Linked DNA regions of Anas platyrhynchos: region 1 is linked to region 2. Evidence: chromatin contacts called from public Hi-C data. All regions are on one chromosome and are shown on one strand. The core of a region is the stretch at or near the end of the contact, and the rest is flanking DNA. Distances in the headings are between cores, read along the strand shown.

Region 1 (6,136 bases), core at 558-3,057, 39 kb before region 2:
CGCTGGTTTTAAAACTGCAGTACCCTGTCAACATCACTGAATTGCCAGTTTGGAACATTTGTCTTCAAATAATGAAAAGGTTTCTGATTCTGCTACAGCAGTAAGAAAAATAAATGCAACAGTATGAGACCACAGAACTTAGGGAAGAGTTTTTTGTTTCTAATATCAGACATATTATGCAGTTTTCCAACAAAAGATTCCGGAGGTGCCTTTGTCCAGAATACTAGCAGTACTCCATTAGATGAGACACTGGAGAAACACCTGGCAGTGGCTTTTAAACAAACAGAATCCTATTTTGTTCCCCAGCTAAATATTCAAGAGTCGATTGATGCATGGGCTGAAGTTCTAATATGCAATACAGACGTCAGTGCACAAAGTTTCAAGCATGTATTGCGAAGAATATAGATAAAACCAGTCTGATCTTTACTCCAATTCTACAACTAAATTTCTACTTCTATACCATTTAGGGTCCCTGCCAAATTTTGGTGATTTTTTTTTTTTATGATGGAGAATATTACATACAGTTCTTTGGCAAGAACTTTATTATTTAATACCATCCTTGCAGTGAAGGGAACATCCAAATGCTTCTACTAAAACTTGATCTGCCTAAAACTACCTTGTCAATACATATTTCTTACAGGACGGCATACTGTGAAAGAGTCTAAACTTCACTTAACAGCATTTCTTTTTATCACCTGATCTCTTACAAAGCTTTAAGAAATAGTGATAACCAGAATCCTGTTAAATGGGGAACAGGGGGCACGTTTGTTTTTCCATATTTTGTTATCACACTAATACAATCAGTTACAACACCTTCAAATAAAATATAAAACAGCCAGTTCGTAACATCTGTTAATGCCTTCCAGTATTACAACAATTAAAGAACCTTATTGCAATGAAACGAGATAATTTCAGTCAAGAAAATTAACTTAATATTCTGCATTTGTAAGGGTTCTTTCTTTATTTTCTTTCTACTTCACATAAAAAAGACCTGAGTTATAGCTATTCAAGACAGATTTGTAGTTTGTATTTAATGTGCAACTATTGGTAACATCACCTTTCCTAATCACAAATAAGCAGGGCTAAATTGTATCAGTCAGATATGGTGTAATTGAAGTAAATGGGGGAGTTTTCAATATGTGTAATGATATTTAGAGTCCCTCGCTCCTAACGTTAGTGATCTGGTGTCCCATGTGAAGTTAGTGACCGCTGTCCAGATCTAAACAATATGTCAGCATCACTGGGCAGTACAGTGTACTTAATGTATTTGTTTTTCATCTCAACAATGACAAATTGAATGGGCATCAGGACTACCCTCAGCTGTAGCAATAATTCTTAGGTGCAGTTCCTCTATGTCAAAGACGTCGGGGGAGAGTACATGAAGCCTGAATACCGTTGGCTGCATACAGTGTTCTGAGACAAACAGAAAACATCCGTATTTTGTTAATTCGATACCTTTTACACACATTGGATGATCTCTAATTTTGCCTAAGTAAAAAACAATGAATAGTATTTCTTAAACTTAATATTAGTTTATGTTCTTTCCTGTTTTAAAATGCAAATATTTTGCATTTTGAGTATGTCTTGCATATTCTTCTGAATATTCGAGTACTCACTTAAAGGAGAGTGATATTTACTATTACATTTTTAATAGCATGCACTGGACATTAATTGGGAAATGTTGTTACATTTTCTGCAATGTAAATCCACGATGAGTTTAAGCAGGAAATAAAAAGGAGTCACCTTGTTTGGACTAGTTTATGAAACCTGGAAATGTGTCCCGGTGACCACTAGGAGGGGCACTAAGTTAACATACAGCAGACGAAGTTGCTCCAGCTGAGTTGTTTTTAAATTTAGGAATGTTTTAAAGTAACATAGGAAACGATTTTAAAAATAGATATATAGTTCTAGTATTTTGTTTAACCTCATTCCAAAGAGTGCTAAGCATGATAGTGAATAAGGCATCTAAGAAAGGATTTCATACCCAAATATTTCCAACCTAGATTTAAAAATTAAAAAAAAATGTTGGCACAGATAGGTCTAATAACTCTATAGAAGGAACAACAACATTCTTAGAAAAAATAACAATTCAGCTTTATCATGCTCTCTTACAGTTCACCCTTGATCGCATTCCCAGAAGCCGCGAGGTTAGACAATCTTGGATCTCTTCCGTGGTAACAACCCTGTACTCCATACTTTATTCCTTTCCTTTGACCTACAAACTGAAACCAGATTTGGTAGGTAAATCTTTAAGTATTGAGAATTTGCTAATCTTCACTGTAGAAGAATTTGGAATATCGAGACATTGCAGACTGTATCACGTGTGTGCTTAGTTCTACAGTTCACAGGACATACGTTTTTGAACATTAAAAGCTGAAAGAGATATTGTAGCAATACACCAAGAAACAGAATGGTTTCACGCAAGTGAATTAGTCCAGCAAAACTAGTATCCTTTCTCAAAGTTTTCAGGTAACATTAGGGAGCGAATGCCAGTAGAGCTACCACAAACAGGTTTGCAGGTTCTTGATAATATCTCTTCAGGATTGCGACAGCACAAACTATGCCTGAAAGCCCGGTTATCCTTTTGGCTGGTCTTGCTCCAGAAATGGTATGACCAGTCTGGAACAGACAGGTTCAGACCAGCAGAAATGTATACAAATTCAGTTCTCGTGCTTACTTGGCAAAGGCCACCTGGTTAGTCAATACTAGGGGATCTACCAACCGAGCTGGACCTGCCCAATCAAACCTGTTACATACTGTAGAAGGGGATAAAGTCTAGCTTTTCAGCTAGATACATAGGTATTTAGTCTATTTGGAGACTAACAATTATCTGATGACAAAAAGCATCCCTGCCAAAACATCAACTAGAGCCTCTCACTTCTGGTAGCTTTTTCTAGCTGTTCACAAAACCGCAATCCCATGCTAATTACAACATACATTTTAAAACATTCTACACACTTTATCGAGTCAGAAGCATTCAGGGTTGTCAGGTTACAGAAATAAACAAAATAGTAAGACATATCTGATCGATAAAGATTTTTGTTAATGCAGGACTCAGAAGGTAGTGCATTGGACTCCATGGTTTGAGTCCTACCATTCTTTAAGAAAAAAATTGATAAAATCTGACCTTTTGCTAGAGTTGTCATATTAAGGTATCAGATATCCAAACTTGGGATTTAAAAGACATTTTAGCAGAATTTCATATTATTATTACTTTTAATATTTAAATGAGACCTGTATAAACTTGTGCAGTTGCAAGTTATTTTTCATAATTTAGTAACGATGTATATATACCCACAGAGGATGTTTGTAAACTGACTTTTTTAACTCTCGCTGTGAACTGTATGGCTCGTTCCAAAGAGGCTCAAATATAATTGTGTTATTTTGAACATTGAGAGAAGCTGCTGTGAATTGTATGATCTCATGGGCTTCAGTAGTACTTTTCAGTTCCTGTTAGATCAAAAGCTATTTGCTTGCTGAAGTTTTCAGAACAGTTTAATGTGCAGAACAACAAACAGTTTCTTTTCAGTCTTTTTTTCAAGCCTATAAAGTTGGGATGGAGGAGGGGATACTTTTCTTTCTACAGTGATTTTTATTTGGGGAGGAAATATTAATGGGTAGTTTACATGAAGCAGATACCTTACAGAAAAGGTATCAGATATTTAGGAATCACCTTGCTACACCACTGGTTTCATTTAATGTATATATATTTTTAAACTAAATATTGCAAAAGAAACTGACTGCAAATCCCACTGCGTAGATTAATATATTACACAAAGTGTCAATAGGACACATCCTAGGAGAAGAGCAGGAAGTTACTAATTCCATGGTTCCTCTGTTTACAAGAGAAATTTAAAGTGACAGTGGGATTTACATGTAGAATTACCAGAAACATGGTTGGAGTTGATAAGATGTCTAAAGCTTAATGCTTTTGAAAAACACTTGTCCTCATAAAATTAGGAATATGTTTTAGCAAGGCCTGTAAGACCTTTGCAGAGTTTAAGGGAAACACTAGTTCAGAATTCCATCCAAAGATTCCTTATCCATGATTAGAAAAGGGCTTGAGGGGAGGGAGTTCCCAAATGTTTTTTGCCAGATACTATCACTGGCCACAACAGCAGCAGGTACTGCCACCGGCAGGAATATTTCTGGCTTTATGCCAAATCTTATACCACTTCAAAGCAGCTTTGCATACTACACTACTAGTTGTGTATATGTGTATCTCATAGCTTAGGAATTCTTCAAAACACAGTAAGTCAGAGAGCTGTAAAGATCTTAAAGCACTTATCAAAGTAAAGCGATATGGGGATTAAAATGTGTCGCATTGCCAGTGAAAAGATCCTGTGTGATACATGAAGCAACTGGTAATATTTAATTGCCTTTAGAGGAAAATGTTCTCAGTGAATTGCAACTCGCCCTATTCTTGGCAGAACATAAATGATCAGTAGTTTAAGGACCCAGAAAGGGTGGAACAAGTGCTGGAGTTTACAGGATTAATCTATAACTTTTGGCATGGAAACGGACACCCGAATATAGAAGCAAGCACACTATTACATCATGCTGAGAGTTTCATATTTTTGAACAGTAGAGCTTAAGGGCAGAGTACAGTTTCAGTCTAGGCAATTGTTTTTGTTGAACTGCAAGAAGGAAAGACACATTTGAATTGCTTCTAAGTCATTTATACACACATGTGATCCCCAAATCTTTACACTTACTTTTAGGCTTGTCACAAACTTGTTGTTTGAAGGAATACTAGCTCTATCCTTTGAAGTCTTTTCCAGACACCCAAAAGCTAGAGAAAAGCAGATTTGTTGTAGTTTCAGTTTAAGGAATACGGGACAAGAGAAGTGGTGCAAAGGGAGACAGAAACCATTAGGTGCACAAAGGCAAGTTTGGAGCAGATAGGCTTAGGCTGGCATACCTAGCAAAACTATTGAGCCAAAATAGCTATGAGGGGGAAAGCAACAAACCTAGCAGCACAGGAGTTAATTTATATGTACTTATTTACATGAGCACTGTGTCCCCTTTGCATCTCACACTGATCTTCTGGCAAAGCTTCTTAGTTTACTTTACATGAGAAAGCAGTTTCATCTAACCCTTCTTCAAGACAGTGAGTTCAGAAAGAACTGAACAACTTCCAGGAGACCTTTACGGTCTTGCAGGACTTGACCCACACTCAAAATGGGCCCCCAGAGGGTTTAAGAAATGTAAAAGTTAGTTGAGTTGTTCAGTTTGAGATCATATTCAAGAGGCCCATTTCTGAGTTATGAGCATCTGCACTCTGCAAAGTTAAATCCCTTTAGAGGTATTAAACCAAGTAACAGAATTAAGACGTCAGAAGTGATGATTGTCTTGTGTTCTTATAGCCAAATACAGAATTCTAGAAATATAGGTACCAAAATGTTTTGCAGGCACATCTATGTTGGGTAGTTTTTACAACATGTCAACCCTATTTGGGCTTCCTATGCCGAGACCTAAAATTCCAGGAAAGCAAGGCTTGTGCCAGCATGCTCTGTCTACATCTTCCTTCTCCCCCCGCCTCCAAAAAAAAAAAAGTTTAACACCATCAGCTGCAGCCAGATTTAATATGCACTTATAGCCTCAAAGACTGCAAAATCCTACCATGAAAACAGGCAGCTGGTCGGAGAAAAGAGATTTTTATTGCTTTCATTGAGAGAAAAGTGGAGAAGAAACTTAAACCCAAAATAAGGTGTTAGAAGATCTGCTATCTAGGGAAAGATGCAAATCCTTCTCAGACAGATACAGAAAAATAGATGAGCCACACAGAGATTTTCCCAAAGATAGGGAAAAGTTACTGAACTATTTGTTGTCCAAGGAGGCATAATGCTACAGCCTTTCTACAACATGCTTACAGTCAGTAGCTACAAGTTCAGAGGATCCTAGTCCTCAGTTTTCTTGCTCCTCACAGAGCTGTTGTCTTTGTAGTCTCTGGGCCAATCTGCCAACCCTGAAACCAGGTCTTCAGGTGATCTAGCCCTTTGGCTGGATCACAATTACTCCAGGCATTCTGGCATACCACAAAGTCAAGCTGAAAACAAAGGATACACACGCACCACACAATAGAAAAGCATACAGAGATTGCATCCAGCCCTCATTTTCAGCCACAGATGGGATG
Region 2 (6,147 bases), core at 660-3,159:
AAGTCAGTTATTGAAATGCTTTAGTTTGAAAAACTTACATGAAGAAATATTCTTCCAGTACTTGCTTAATTGCTGAAAAATCCTGCTTTAGAACTTAGTACAGGGCGGTTAAATCCGAGCATCTTAGTGGTTTGACTGTCTTTAGTACTTTAACAATAGTACTTTCTTTCACACGAGTTATAAACTTCCCGTATAGCAGGTTTGTGGCTTGATTTTCACATAACTTAAAATATAATTTAAACAAACAGTTGATCCAAAAGTTCATAATAAACTCCTTAAAAATACCTATTCTACTGTCTGTTACAAAGATTTTATGATTTCTACAGAACTGCCTACAGGATCTGTGTAAACAGGGAAAGTGTCATGCTAAATTTCAAATGGTCTTAGCATATGTTTTCTTAGACTTCCTTGAGTAATCTTCCAGATTTTAAATGGTAGACTTTTAAAGATGGATATTATTACAAAATTAAGTAAACATTTTCTAATATTTTTCTACTTTTTTTTAATATCACAGTAATTGCAGATCATATTCTTCTTGCAACTCCTACATGGTTAAAGCACAACTTCCTTGGGTGGCCATATCCAGAATATTCTTTGATGTTTCCTGGAATACAATCAACATTTTTTATCTCCTACTGGGACGTTTTAAAAGCTGTTCTACTGGGGGAGAAAAGTATGTAAACTTGAAAGAGCGCATGATTTTGTGGATAGTTGTGCAGCAGTAGAGAAGTACTCCCAAATAGATATAGTGACCCTTGGTGCTCTTGCTTTCTGGCTGCAGGCTGTCCAGGCTTTGAGAACACCGTTCCACCAGCACTATCGCAGGAGGAACCTCAGGAGACACTTCCTTGTTTGCTACTAGGGAAAATACAACGTTCTCAGAATTTTTGATATTTGATGTTTATGTAGCGGGATGCTCAGTTAGATTTTGTTTTTCCCCCACCCATTAAACAAGCAGTTCACTGGTCTTTCTGGACGGCATGGTAACAGTATTTTCAGTGTATGGCTCAGCACTTTTCTTTCAGAAGTAGTCACTGCTGCTGATGGTGTGATCTGCACCCATTTATTGTTGTACCAGAGTTCAGTAATATTGGGGAAGGGTTCAAATCCAAGTAAAATCTGTTCTCAGGAGGTAACAGGTCTCTGTGCATTGATTGGGATCAGTACTGTCCTAACTGAGAAGAAACTTTACTTTCTGGTGCTTTTTGTGCAGTGAAAACTGCCATGGTTTAAAATAATGGGTAGTGAGTATTACTGAAACCATGTTCTGTAAAGAAATTCAAACTATTCAGAAATACACAGAATAAATAGTACAATGCAAACAGATTTGATATCAAGACTAATAATGTATGGTGACAGGAGCAGATTATAGAATCATAAAATGGTTTGGGTTGGGAGGAACCTTAAAGCCCACCTAGTTCCAAGCCCCTGCCATGGGCAGGGACACCTCCCACCAGCCCAGGTTGCTCACAGCCCCATCCAGCCTGGCCTTGAGCACCTGCAGGGATGGGGCATCCACAGCCTCTCTGGGCAGCCTGTGCCAGTGCCTCACCACCCTTTGAGTGAAGAATTTCTTCTTAATATCCAATCTAAACCTACCATTTTAGTTTAAAGCTATTACTCCTCGTCCTATCATGTTGCTGCAGTTGGAAGTAGAAGCTGATCAATGAGGAGAACAGGAGTTGTAAGCCAGAAATCTGACTGTGACAAGAAATGATTACGTAAACGCGAGGGGAAGAAACTGAAAACAAATGTCAGTGTGAGAGAGAGCTGCAGTAACCCAGCTGCACAAAACAGGGTAGATGCAGTATTCAGTCTGAGGATGGACACGAGTCTGAGTTAGAGCAGTCTGAGGGAAGGGATGGTAGCATCTTTTTCTCGACTGGCTTGTGAGCTGTCACAAAGTCGTACTGGACAGCCAAGGAATAGAACACACAGTTCTTCCAGCCTGCTGCTCTGGCAGCAAAAGCCCATCATGACTACAGGTATCTTGTTTGTAAGATGACTTGGAAACTGTGAGGCATGGCTTGTTCTTACTTCACAGAGCTTCAACTTGTGCAGGTGGAAACAATGCCAGGAAATTTGGATTAATTCTCATCCATTCCTCTTTTAAGGTTTGTGATCTAAATTATGATTTACAGAGAAAACAGTGAAACATGGGTGAGTTACCAACTATGCTACAAATAACAAAAAATAAAAGTTTAATATTAAGCTAAATGGATACTGCTGTAAAAATTTTGTGCCTAGATAGTGTGAGCTCTATCTAGCTCTCAGTGAGCTCTTTTAACATTAGTTTTACACACTGTTTCCTGCCTTTCTGTACAACAGTCCATAATGACAGAAGAAAACTGTGTGTTCAAACAGCAGGGCATGCTTAATGGTGGCTTGCATTTTGTACTGTACCTTCCCATTTATTTTTCATCTGGCTTTCCGCATTTCTTCTTACATTTGGGTTTCTCATTGCACAAATATGCATCCCGTGACATCTGTTTTTGCATGGAGCCCTGGTCAACATACATAAAATTAACAGGGTATTTTAATTTGTCCTTATGGTGAAAGTTCATTGGGTTGGTAGCTCAAATGACAAAAGGCTCCACTTGATGGTGAGCTTGGTGCTGTCACTCCCTCTTCTGCCCCACCTTCAGTAAAACCAAAGCTTTGTAGTTTCCCACTAAGATTCTTTGTCTCATTTTAAAGGTTACACACTTTATTTTATTCTATAACTAAAGCACTTTGTTGACAGACTTACTTGCTCCAACTAGAAGCGTTGCGCTGAGAAATGCTGATTATGTCCTTATGTTACTCTCCCTTAGCCCTGAAGTTTAGATATGTACAATAATCAATTTACACTTTCAACCACAAAGTTTTAACTGGGTTGTATAAAAAGTAAATCCAAACAACCTTAAAAAAAAAAAAAAGTGGGAATTGGAAGCGTTCTGGAACAACAGGCAATGAGCACAACAGGGCAGTTGAGATGCAAGGAGCAGGAATGCTGCAGAATAGTTTGGGATTAGCCTTGTAGTCTGCCTCACTCCCGCTTTGACAAGCACTTGCTCTTAGGGTTAAAACTTTTGACCAACGATCAGTTTTTCAGCTGTTTTCTGGTACTTCAAGTACAGCATGCTGCATGCTAAAGGCGTGACTCCTGCTGCGGGGGCGTGAGGCCTGAAGCGCAAGTCAAAAGTTCCAGAAGAAGGAAGAGTTGTTGGCAGATGTAACGTGACAGGGAACTTTGGAAGTTTTATCTTCTGGAACTGTTCTTTTTAACTTGCTAAATTCTGTGTTTGTTAGTCCCAGCGACTTGTAAAAAGGTATGCAGCCTGTGTAAACCTTTTCCTGAGATACTGTTACAGTATTTTTCCAGAGCATAGCAGCAAGATAGCTGAACTCGAACCGGAGATTTGGCATATCTATAGCCTGTAACGTGCAGTGTGTACCGTGTAATTTGGAAAAGATTATTATAAACGGACAAATGAAAGTCCATATGAGATCATTTATGGTGTGAAATACTTGTTAACATTATCACTCAAACTCAGCACCCTACAGGCACATGCAGTAACTCGAGTCATCTGCCTGCATCCCTCGAGGTTGGCAAAGATAACTTTGCATTTGTTTCAAGGAATCCGTACCCTTGATAAAAACAGCGATGATGATTTCTCTTGTACTAAGGATGGAGGGAGGTTTTTTTACACTGTAAGAGGTCCCAAACGGGAAAGTCCTACCTGAACAGAACAAGATGTGAGGATCAGAGAGAGTTCAAGAATCCTGAATTCTCTGTTTGCCAAAATAAGCATATTATAAGTAAGCATGGATAGCATGAAATACTGCAGTAAGTTTATCCACGTATACCATCACCAAAGCATATTTCACTGTACATCTAAGTATTGTGAAGTTTCTAGAGGAATCAAGTTTAAACCAAGCATTTTAGCCTAAGGCATATGTATTGGCATAAACGTACATATATCAGGATGCCTAGTATTATACATGTGTGACATTCAAAGATGAAACTTGGCATTTAAAATAGGAATTGCTAGTAAGAGTAAGAGCTGACCTATTGGTACCCCAAGTTCTACAACCAAATCTGCTCCTTCCGCTCCAGAAAGACAAAACAAATTAGGAAGCAAAAAAAAAAAAAAAAGCCCCTCCACCTTCAGAACTGAAATGCATCAGTTTTAGGTTATAAAGATAATGTGCTTTAAGTTATCTGTAATAGAAGATTACTATATTGAAGAGATTTTACCTAAATTTCATACTGTGTTACTAATTTTTTTTTTCTTTCCTGTTTCTGTGCATCATTAATGAGGCAGTCTTCTATCCTGGCTCTATAAGACAAGATTGTGTACAGGACAGACTCAGTACAGCAGCAGCACATAAGCACCTGAAACAGCTTCTGATAAATTTAAATCCTTTAATAAAATGTTAACATTGTATGACTGCATGTGAAGCTCAAGAAGACAAATGTAATGTCTATGATCTCAACTGGTACAAAAGAGTCAAGCTCAAAATGTTCTTTTAAAGCATGGAGAAGTTTTCCTGATTTCCACCTCCTTCCCAAAAATTCAGATACAGCTGGAATGTTTTGCAGAGATGCAATTAACTGAAGTATTTTATACAGCTCTATTTGAAAAGTACCTTTTTTTTTTTTTAAATGAAAAGAAGCCAGTCCTAAATGACAATAAGATCCTAATTTTTCTGCAGCCTCCTCTTGTGACTTACAGTAGCAAAGTGAAACCAAAGTCTTCTGAAGATTACCTCTACCGTAAAAGTATCATATTTCTACTTAGAGTTAATCAGAAAAGTTGTCTTCAGTTGTCAAAGTATTTTTTCTGTGCTGAAAGCGAAGCCAGCTCTTCCATATTATGAATTTTACTAATAGTCAGGAGCTTGTAAAAGGCAAGTAACATGTACTTGTTTCCTCCCACAACCATAGAGCACCTACAATTTTTCACCACTTGCATAAGTTTAGTTTCCTTTCAAAGAGGCTTCTTTGAAATCTGTGTCTCAGAAGTAACAAGAACAATAGCATTTATAGCTTTATATCTTTCAAGAATTACAAGAACAAAGTAAAGAATTTATATTAATAGTTGGCTTCCTGCTGTTTTTAAACCAGATTTTAAATTTTTATATCCATTGCTACAATTGGATCTTTTCTACAGTGTTCTGACTGGTACCTTTTTTCAATGGCACTGGTGATGAACACTTTGAATTAAGGTGCTTAGCTACTGCTATCATCTTTGCTAGACGGTGCTTTCTTTTTTGTGAACATAAGTTTTAAGCATCTTCCATGAAAGTCAGTACTTTAAAAAGAATGAAATGTTGGCATGTTGATAAGCAGTAATGGAAAAAGCCATAAAGTTTTTCATTTATATTAAAGCTTCCAACTTTCCCCTCACAGATAGCAATCAAAGGAAAACTGGAACAACTGATAGTGATAGACATGTGGAAAATATGAAGTATTCACCAGTTTGGTGTTGCATAACTTCTAATTGTGTCACTGGGAGTAAAAAAAGAGCTAACAATTCAAAGTAAACATAATACTTTGCTCCTGGTACCTGACCCAGGCTCTTCCTGCTTAACTCCTTCTTGTCACACGTTTAAGTCAGATTATAAAAGGTTTCCATGTCTTTACCTTTCAGATAGAGTAAGTATAACTTTCAGAGAAACTATCACCACTCTTTACTTTCTGTAACCTAGTTGCCCACCAGTTCAAATACATCAAAACAAAACCTTTGCCATATTTAAATCAAACCGCACAGTACTTACTGAAGACAATGCAGAAAATTTTCAGATTTAATAGCAATGCTTTTAATGCCAAAAATGCAAAGCTTCCTCACGTGTTTAAACATTTATTTCCTATCTGTATTTAAGCACAGTAGCGATATCCCCGAGAAACTTTAAAACCTCTTGAAAAACTGAAGATTTTAACACACGTGAGAGTACTCCAACATAGAGTAAATATTTAAGAGACATGATAAAATTCCATCTGATTACTTCCAAGTTACCCAAACAGTGGGGGTTGTGATTCACTATTCATCTTAGTTGTAATCTCAAATGCGGAATGTACTTTACATTATATGAGAAAAAATGTTACCTTTCTTTTTCCTTTATATACTTGCAAATAAAGACTGAAATAGCCACACGTAGAAT

What was found. A called contact is a pair of places that touch in the nucleus more often than the background predicts.
Region 1: a contact with region 2 is called in a Hi-C map of subcutaneous adipose tissue, with 1.7 times the contacts expected there. The contact joins two enhancer-like sites. A contact is called at or near these places in 3 of 8 Hi-C or Micro-C datasets (liver, skeletal muscle and subcutaneous adipose tissue).

Annotation. Positions count from the first base shown.
Region 1 is chr8:9,079,187-9,085,322 of IASCAAS_PekinDuck_T2T, reverse strand. It overlaps CNN3 (calponin 3), which reads left to right. Exons shown (of 9, transcript XM_072041844.1): 3 at 2,115-2,237. Among named protein-coding and RNA genes, the nearest start is that of TLCD4, 6.4 kb to the left of the region's middle. Within about 2 kb of position 1,807, at least 5 of the 8 cell types and tissues checked have an H3K27ac peak or open chromatin away from gene starts, as enhancers often do. A contact at or near this core is called in subcutaneous adipose tissue, where this site is marked.
Region 2 is chr8:9,040,758-9,046,904 of IASCAAS_PekinDuck_T2T, reverse strand. All of the region lies in intron 3 of CNN3 (calponin 3), which reads left to right. Among named protein-coding and RNA genes, the nearest start is that of TLCD4, 45 kb to the left of the region's middle. Within about 2 kb of position 1,909, at least 2 of the 8 cell types and tissues checked have an H3K27ac peak or open chromatin away from gene starts, as enhancers often do. A contact at or near this core is called in subcutaneous adipose tissue, where this site is marked.